2 separate regions of the Mus musculus genome follow, and region 2 is linked to region 1. Evidence: chromatin contacts called from public Hi-C data. All regions are on one chromosome and are shown on one strand. Each heading gives the region's core, a stretch centred on a gene start, on an enhancer-like site or on the middle of the called end of the contact. The rest is flanking DNA. Distances are from core to core; before and after follow the strand shown. Region 1 overlaps Itpr1 (inositol 1,4,5-trisphosphate receptor 1). Region 2 overlaps Itpr1 (inositol 1,4,5-trisphosphate receptor 1).

What was found. A called contact is a pair of places that touch in the nucleus more often than the background predicts.
Region 2: a Hi-C map of Th1 cells shows a contact between it and region 1, with 1.8 times the contacts expected there. The contact joins two enhancer-like sites. A contact is called at or near these places in 3 of 484 Hi-C or Micro-C datasets (Th1 cells, conventional type 1 dendritic cells and embryonic stem cells) and 2 of 9 other capture datasets (adipose tissue and liver).

The regions. Positions count from the first base shown.
Region 1 is chr6:108,304,965-108,308,960 of GRCm38.p6, forward strand. All of the region lies in intron 4 of Itpr1 (inositol 1,4,5-trisphosphate receptor 1), which reads left to right. Among named protein-coding and RNA genes, the nearest start is that of Itpr1, 94 kb to the left of the region's middle. Within about 2 kb of position 2,092, at least 206 of the 459 cell types and tissues checked have an H3K27ac peak or open chromatin away from gene starts, as enhancers often do. A contact at or near this core is called in Th1 cells, where this site is marked.
Region 2 is chr6:108,406,675-108,410,858 of GRCm38.p6, forward strand. It overlaps Itpr1 (inositol 1,4,5-trisphosphate receptor 1), which reads left to right. Exons shown (of 62, transcript NM_010585.5): 36 at 4,135-4,184. Among named protein-coding and RNA genes, the nearest start is that of Gm35165, 64 kb to the right of the region's middle. Within about 2 kb of position 2,262, at least 12 of the 459 cell types and tissues checked have an H3K27ac peak or open chromatin away from gene starts, as enhancers often do. A contact at or near this core is called in Th1 cells, where this site is marked.

The DNA of each region.
Region 1 (3,996 bases), core at 842-3,341:
ACAGGTTAGAGTCACTGAACATCAGGATCATAGGAGCTTTTAAAGGGCTCTGTTCATTTCCTAATTCTGACAGTGTCCCTTAAACTTATGCTCTATGCCAGGCCTCAAAAGATCCAATCCTGGCCTTAATGCATTGACAAATACTGAGCTGTCAAGTCAGATCAAGTGTGCTCCATGCAGTCACACAACTAACCTTAGATATCAATCTCCGAACCTAGAGATTGGACACCTCTTTGCTTTTGTCAAGTACCCCTTCCATCCCCGTAATGAGCTTTCTGATGTAGCAACGTTGGAACGCGCCAGAGAAGTAGCTGGGTAGTTTACAGCCTGAGGGCTGGGTTTCCGCTGAGAGTGAGACACCTCCTACCTCCCTCAGTGTGTCCAGGGTGAGCCAGCTGACCCAGTTTTGAGTCTATTTAGGAGATAGATGGCCACTTTCTCCTCTCCCACCAGCCTGTATATCTTGCTGCTTCTGCCTTCGGTCAGGGTCAAGATGCAGATAGCCTTGAGCATCTTCCTACACTGCTGAGGTTGGCAAGATTCTTTCCAGACTCCCGAAACATAACTAATGCCGGAGAATGAGTGAGAGAGGGCATTGCACAGAAAGGAAGTGGATAGGCCGGACTCTGGTCCTGGAAGGCAGACACTGTTAACTAGGTGACAGACTGTTTTCTGAGCACTTAACCCTTTACAAACCTCTCTTCCCGACTGATGGTTTGTTAATGGTTTGTTACAGTTTCCAGTGAGCCGCTTTGCTTTTAGAAATCTACATGGCTCAAGGAGAGGAAAAGCAGGGCTAGGTTTTTCTGGAAAAATCTATGGAATGTGCTCTCTTCCCATCTGTCTGGGTGCTTCTGTCTTCTCTTGTCATATGCCCACACTCTGGCTTGGTGACATTTCTAAAAACCCACAGGAGACAGTGGCAGAATCTAAGCTTGAACCCTGTATTAGAGAGTTTTGTTTTCCTCCCCCACAGCCAACCTTTATTATAACAATAGCAATCATCCCCTCTGCTATTTATTGTAAATTTTCTCAGCATATAAAGGACTCTTGGCATAAGGGAGGAGGAAAATATAGTTTAAAGAACCGAGTTGTTTCTTCTATAAGGAGAGTTCCTAAAACATGAACTTTGGACTTAGTTTGGAAGAAAAAAGAAAAAAACAGTGAAATAAACACTTAGATGAAATCAGCCTTGTAAATGTTTTTATTTGAAAGATGGAAATTGATTGTGTAGGTTCATATGTAACACCGAGGTCCTATAGAAGCTGTAGACTATGAGTCTGTACTTGGGGATTTGAAAAAAAGCAGTTACTTTTGAATTCTAGTGCCAGACTCTGCCCGTTTGCACAGTTTCACAGGGTCTGTGCACAGCAGCGCACAGTGTCTGAAGGTTCCCAGGCCAAGCCTGTTCCCCGGCTGGAAACAGCGCACCCCGGCTTCTCCTTTGGCTCCCTCCGTGTTTTCGCTTTTGTAGCTCTTAGCATTTTCTCTTCCTGTCCACAATCCAGACAGTCCAGGCTCGAGTTGGGGTGTGTGTCCCTGTCCCTTATCCGGCTGCTCCGAGGAAGAGCCTCCCTGGCCTTTTGCTTTCATTTGCCTTATATGGTCAGCTGTGGAGTTCGTTATTCCTGGAAAGGGCCTTTTCACTGTTTCAAGCACTATTGCCCTCCACCATCTCCTGAGGAGAACTAGAGCTTGCTGGAAGCTTGGGGTTCCTGGTTCTAATGGGGATCCTAATGGATTCTCACTGGTTCCAGGGCAGGTGATGTTTGGACCTCAGGCTAATGAGATGTTTAACAATAGGTGTATAGTTAAGAATAAACTTCCTTTTGAAACCAGGGACTCCAGAGTGTTCCGGTGTTTTGTTTGTTTGGTTTCTGTTGTTGTTTGTTTGTTTGGTTTCTGTTGTTTGTTTGTTTGTTTTTCCTTTCTTCCGAGCCCCAAGTGGGCTGGTCCTTCTCATTTCCCAGGATCCTGCTGCCTAGATTGCCTTTCCCCTCGTTATTCTCTCTGGCTCTGCTTCTTGGAGGGCTTTATCTACCACAGGATAGATGACATTGATTTCAGTCAGATCCATGTCCTCAGTTATCTTCTGAAGTACGGCTTCCGGTGTCATAAAGAAACAGTCATCTTAGTGGTTCCCACTCAGGCGGCTGCCCCTCCCCTTCCTGCTCCTCTTCCTGGTGGGATCTAGCCTCCCGACCTGGGCAAGCCGAGCAGCAGCACTTTAAAAATAATTAGACTGAACACAAGAGTGACAAGAAGGTGTGGTTTATCTTTCAGGCCATGGTTAGTTTGTGCTTTAGCCTAAAAAGGAAGTTTGTAGTGTGTTGAATGCAAGTTAGATGTTTCTGGATGAAAGGTGGAGCTGAAGATGAGGGTGGAGTTAATGGAGTAGTCCTTGCTCCTGGCTCAGACAGGAACATTTCTCTAAAAAACTTTTATTTATTTTTAAAAAGGGAAGTTGAATTTGGTAATGGTTTGAGGCGGCTGCCTAGCTACCCTGAGACCGGTTTTTCCCTCCCATCTTTCATGGCCTGCCTCTCCATGGTGGTGAGGATTGGGCAAGCTTTGAAGTCACTTTCGTTTTCTAGAACTTGTTGGTGAAGCCTACCCCCCACACCCCCTACCCCCGGTCACCCCTCTTTTTTTAAAGCATGCCTACATTTCTCTCTTCCAGCTCTGCCTGTCCAAAATGACTTCCCTCTTTTCCCAAATCCCCAGCAGTTCACTGTCTGGCAAAGGAGTGACATCTGGCAGCTTGCTAGGGTAGAGGGAGAGAGATGTAGAAGGGAAGACTGCACGTGTTCAATACCACAATTACCCTGAGCTCCATGCTGTCAGGATGTATTACCCACCCACCCAAGCCAGGGGGGGGGCACACTGGAGTGACCCACCTGCACGATTGTGTGTGCGTGCCTGTGTGCCTGCTTGCCTGCGTGCCTGCTTGCCTGCTCTGGCAGGTGTTTGGGCAGATGAATTCTCCATTCACTCCTATCTGGTTCATGTATTTCTGTCTGCTGATGAGAAAATAGCAAGCCAACTTGAGAAGATTCAAAGCCGCACTCAAGATGTGTCAGGAACAAGGCTGCCTGATGCTGAGGGAACAACATGAAACCGACCAATCACCTGTCTCCATAGTGCGGCCACCCAAAGTCATCCTGCACTAGGATGACCATTCCTTGGGTGGAGTGAGTGTGTCTTTGTCCTTTGCACATATTCTCTATTCTGGTGCATTTTCACATGGATAATGATGATTTCTGCTACAGCGACAGGTATTGAGTACTTCATGGTACCTGGACTGTACTGAAGTTCACCCATATGTAAATTTGCAAACATGCTCTCTTATGAGGAGGGTGCTGGTCACATCTTTTATTTTTCGGAAACACAGGCCTCAAGAATTAACATGCTCAGACCCACAGTTAGACATATACACCTGACTGCCAGACTTAGGAAGTGGCCTTCCAGCTGCCTGCACTAAGGGCCTTCTCACAGCTGAAGCCCCTGCCTGGTCCTGCGTAGAAAGCCTTGCAGGCTTTCTCTCCATCGGTCTGATCGTCCAGTGCTGGAGGCTGCCTGTATGATTTGCATGCGTTCTTCTGGTGATTGATGATTCTTCCATAAAATCACTGCTGACCTTTCTTTAGCACCAGGTTCTCTTTGCATGTGTGCTTTGTGTGCTGTGTGTGAGCACGAGCGCACGGGTTTGTGTATGCACAGATGTGTAGACATATGTATATATAATGCTTGTAACAGCCAGAAGTCAGGCTGCACTGTCGATCTTCAGGAGCCATACATGATTGCTTAAGGTTTTCTTTTCAAGAGAGAATCGTTTACTTTGCCTGGGGCCTAGGCAAGTAGGTTGCCTAGATAGCCTGATGCGCAAGCCCTAGGGATCTGCCCGTCTCTCCTTCTCTCCTTCCTCGGAGTTGGGGTAATAAGCACACATTACCCAGGCAGCCTTTTTATGTGAGTTGTGGGGATCAAGCTTAGGTC
Region 2 (4,184 bases), core at 1,012-3,511, 100 kb after region 1:
GAGAGTGGCGATCCATTCTTGAGAAGTAGAGCCCATTAACAACAGCCAGGTGCATCATCTCTTTGTACTTTTACACCAAGTGCCAACCAGGAAATCACAGTGATTAATGAGGCCAGACACGCTTCTCTTGTAGTAGAAGGTGACATTCGAGATGGTGATGCCCCAGGAGATAGTGAAACAGTGTTGAAAACCATAAGCTGTATGCCGTGGGTCGGCTGATGGCCCAACAGGTGGAGGCACGTGCTCACAGGCCTGACGACCTGAGTTCAATCCCTGTATCTACTGGGTAGCAAGAGACAATCAGCTTGTAAGGATTGTCCTCTGAATTCCAAACCTGTGCTGTTGAACATGTGTACCTGGAGACAGACAGACAGACAGACAGACAGACACACACACACACACACACACACAGCTTTAAATGGGGCATACATTATGGCTTCTCACCTTGGTTGCTACTGTTTCCTTCTGTGGACTAAATTTATCCAGCATATAAGCAAGAATTGCCAGAGAAGTAAATCTTCAAATGACAAATATTCCAAATCTCTCCTAAGGTGTAGTTTATACCCAGAAATCAAGGTGTAATTCTGAAGACGTAGCTGATAGATCTCTGAACCTTTCATTGGTAATGAACACGCCTGTGTAGCCTCTCGTGCTGTTCCTTTGTAAGGCGTGTCTTCTCCTTAGCTACATCTCAGTTCTTTCTCCCTCCCGCCTCCTATGTCAGAGCTGAGACCGATGAATTTGGCGTTAGATGCACTGCATTTGAGCTGCCAGGGAAATGCCCAAGTATCAGCTTGTAAATGTGAATTCCAGGGAGGAAGAGGAGAATTCTGGAAGCTTTAGAGCAAGACAGATTGGATTCAAATCTCTATTCTGTCCTATCTGAGCTCTGTTAACACAGAGAGGTCACTGAACTTCCTGTTCCCTCCCCTCCCCTCCCTTTTCATGCCTTCTCTTTTTCTCCTTTCTATTTTGAAACAGGGTCTCATGTAGCCTATGGTGGCTCAGACTCACTATGTCACCAAGGCTGGCCTTGACTTCCTGATCCTCCTGCTTTGACCTCCCAACGGTGCCACCACACCTGGCTCAGAACTTATCGTGTATGTCTGGCAAGAATATAATATCAACTTGGTGTGCTCTTGTGAGAATGAGATACAATATTTATTTGAAACATTCAGTATAGTACCTAGCACACAGCAGGAGGTTCAAATGTGGCAGCCTCTACCGGTCTGCAGACTAGTGTCTCAGACATTGCTGGGCCTTTGATGCTGGTATTAACGACCAGCACCTAGTTACCAATTTTTTGAGTTAGTACTTGAGCTCTGAGACTCAGAAGGATAAAATGGCTAAAGATTAAAAATAAAGTCTTAGCCGGGGCAGGGAAGGGACTTCGCGGGGCCTGGAGGGAACATGAATGGTTCAAGAGAGGAGCTGAGAGGCCAGAGGAAGGCGCAGTTATGGATAGGATAGGGATAGGATTCATAACCAAGTAGGACTGCAGGACTATTTCACATTACAGTGTGGTGCCTGCAACTGGAGGCATGGGGAGAAAGGTGGGCAGAGGGAAGACAGGAAGGGAAAAAGGAGAAAGAAATGAAAAGGAGCCACTGTCCCAATGTCCCTTCCACAGTGCCTTACCTATCAAAGGTTCCACCACATTCCAGCAGTGCCCCCTTGTGGATAACTCCTGAAATTACATGTATCCTTGAGTCCCTGTATCACTCTTTACCCAATCAAACAATGAATAGACTATAGGACTAGCCCTGTCCTTTTGGCTAAGAAGTCAAGTGAGCTGATGTCACCATGCTGCCTGTCACATTTTTCAGTTAGGAGGCAACTACTGAGAACTCATTCGGTCACCTTTATATGCCCAGGTATCAGACAGGAGGAAGCAGATGGCTCATAAACACTGGTTCGTGTGAATTGACTAACCAAGGAACACTTCTCCGTGACTTAGACTATAGGGGTCTCGTCTCAAGCTCAGCATTTATAATAATGCCCCTTCCTTCTTCACAGGGTCATTCTAAGGCTAAATGAGATACTCGCGCAGTTCTTAGCACAGGGGCAGGCCAGGGGCAAGGACTCGGGGCAGGTAGCTCTTTCGATTGGGACCCTTTATAAACTCAGAGGTTAAGCAGAAGCCACAGCCATAGGAACTGACTCTAGGTTCCTTGGCCAATTCCTCTGGCTCCCTGTCCCCTTGACCTCTATGAGTACTGAAGCTTGCTGCTGGGTGGTTGGGAGCGCAGGGCAGGCTGTTCTTCCGGAAGATTCCAGTCCCAGCTGACCTGAATGGGGAGAAGAGGTTGAGTCAGCGCTCTGCTGGCCTCTCTTAGCAGTTTTGGATAATTTTATCCTTGCCCAGCCTTTGTCTTATACTAGAACACAAAGGTAACTTCCATGTCACATAGTTATTATCCAGGTCCAAATGAGATCATGCATGACACATCTGGCTTGTATCACGCACCCAACAATGGGAAGATACATGAACCGCATTTGTAGGGGGGAACTGAAAATTCTATTCCTCTGTTTCATTTTCTTAAAACAGGCTCTCTTTCTCCTCTAGCACTTGCCTTGGTTCCCTCTCACCATGGAAATCCCTTTAGATTTCTCACCGCCTCTTTCTTTACTCCTTTCCGATGCACTTTAGTGCAGCCGAATGAGTTATCTGCCCCAAACAGATGACTGGTGCAGCTCACCATACACCTTTGCCTGGCATGTCCAAAGAGAAAAATGTCACATGAATAGAGATAAGAAATCCCTACTTTAAAAAGCATTCAGAAAGTCAGTATCTAATTCACTAGCTGTATGCATGCTCTTACTTTAAAAGGAGTGCAAACTTAGTTCTTCTCATGAGGCCAAAGAGAGGTCTTCTCATAGAAAGCAATTGGCTTGTGCCCGTGCTCTGGGTTAAATGGATATTTATTGTCACTACCCATTACAGCTGGGTTGTCTTTGTACCATCAAAGAGACTGTCATAAATAAGGATAGAGGTGACGTCCCTGCTGACATCCATCTGGCATTCCATTTTTGTGAATTAAAAATATAGTGTCTACAGGACAGCCAGGGCTATAGAGAAACCCTGTCTTGAAAAAGCCAAAAAAAAAAAAAAAAAATATATAGTGTCTAGGGCCAGTGAAATGGCTCAAGTATAAAGGCACTTGCTAGCATGCCTAGTAGGCCTGTGTTTGATCCCTGGAACTCCCATGCTAGAAGGACAGAACTGACTCCCCATGACACACATGAATGCATACAGTTAAACAATAAGTAAATTAAATAAGCAAACAAAGTATTGGACATACAGATGCTAGCTCAGGATGGTGGTTTGCACCTGTAGTGCAGCTGTTGGGACGCTGCAGCAGCAGCAGAATCATGAGGTCAGAGCTTTTCTTGGGACATGGTGCTTCAAGGAGAGTTTGGTCTAAGTGACTGTGGTACATCTAACATGCTGGGGGCCACTCACACCAGGGTGAAATCGCTGACCTGGGTTAATTCATCTGGTTCGTAGTTGCGTGGCTTTACTGCTTTGGAGCGTTTGATTTCCCTGCTCACTCTGGTGATCAGAATTCATTAGATAATATCAAGTTTAAAATGCATCTAAAATAAGTAACATGAAGTCGGTGATACTATTTTATTGCTTTAAAATGCTCCTGAGCTTCTCTCACCATCTAGGCACTGTGTTCTTCAGCTTTCTGTTGATATGATGAAAAAAAAACAGACTAATTTAGTTACAAACAAAAAAAGATTAATTTTTTTTTCCCCAAAGCTTTGCGGTGAGGCAGCATATCATGGCAGGAGTGTCTGATGGGGTAGACATGTTCAACCAATCATAAAAAGAAAGCAACAATAGCAAGGAGGAGGGCAATGTCCCACCCCCTGTCCTTTGGATGCCCGAAGGACCTCTTCCTAGGTCCCACCTCCTTCCTATGGTACCAGTCTGAAGACCAGTCCCTTTAATACATAGCTCTTTAGGGGATAGTCAACATCTACACCAAAGCAGACACATTCTGGAATCCAGTCCTTGACCCTTCTGGAATCCTCCCACTAAGATGTGGAGGGTTCCAGACAGCCTCTGTTTCTAGCCAGGCCATCTGTGTTCTGCAGCCTTCTTCACCTCGCCTCTCTCTCTTATAGACCCGCCAGCCTGTCTTTGTGCAACTCCTGCAAGGCGTGTTCCGAGTTTA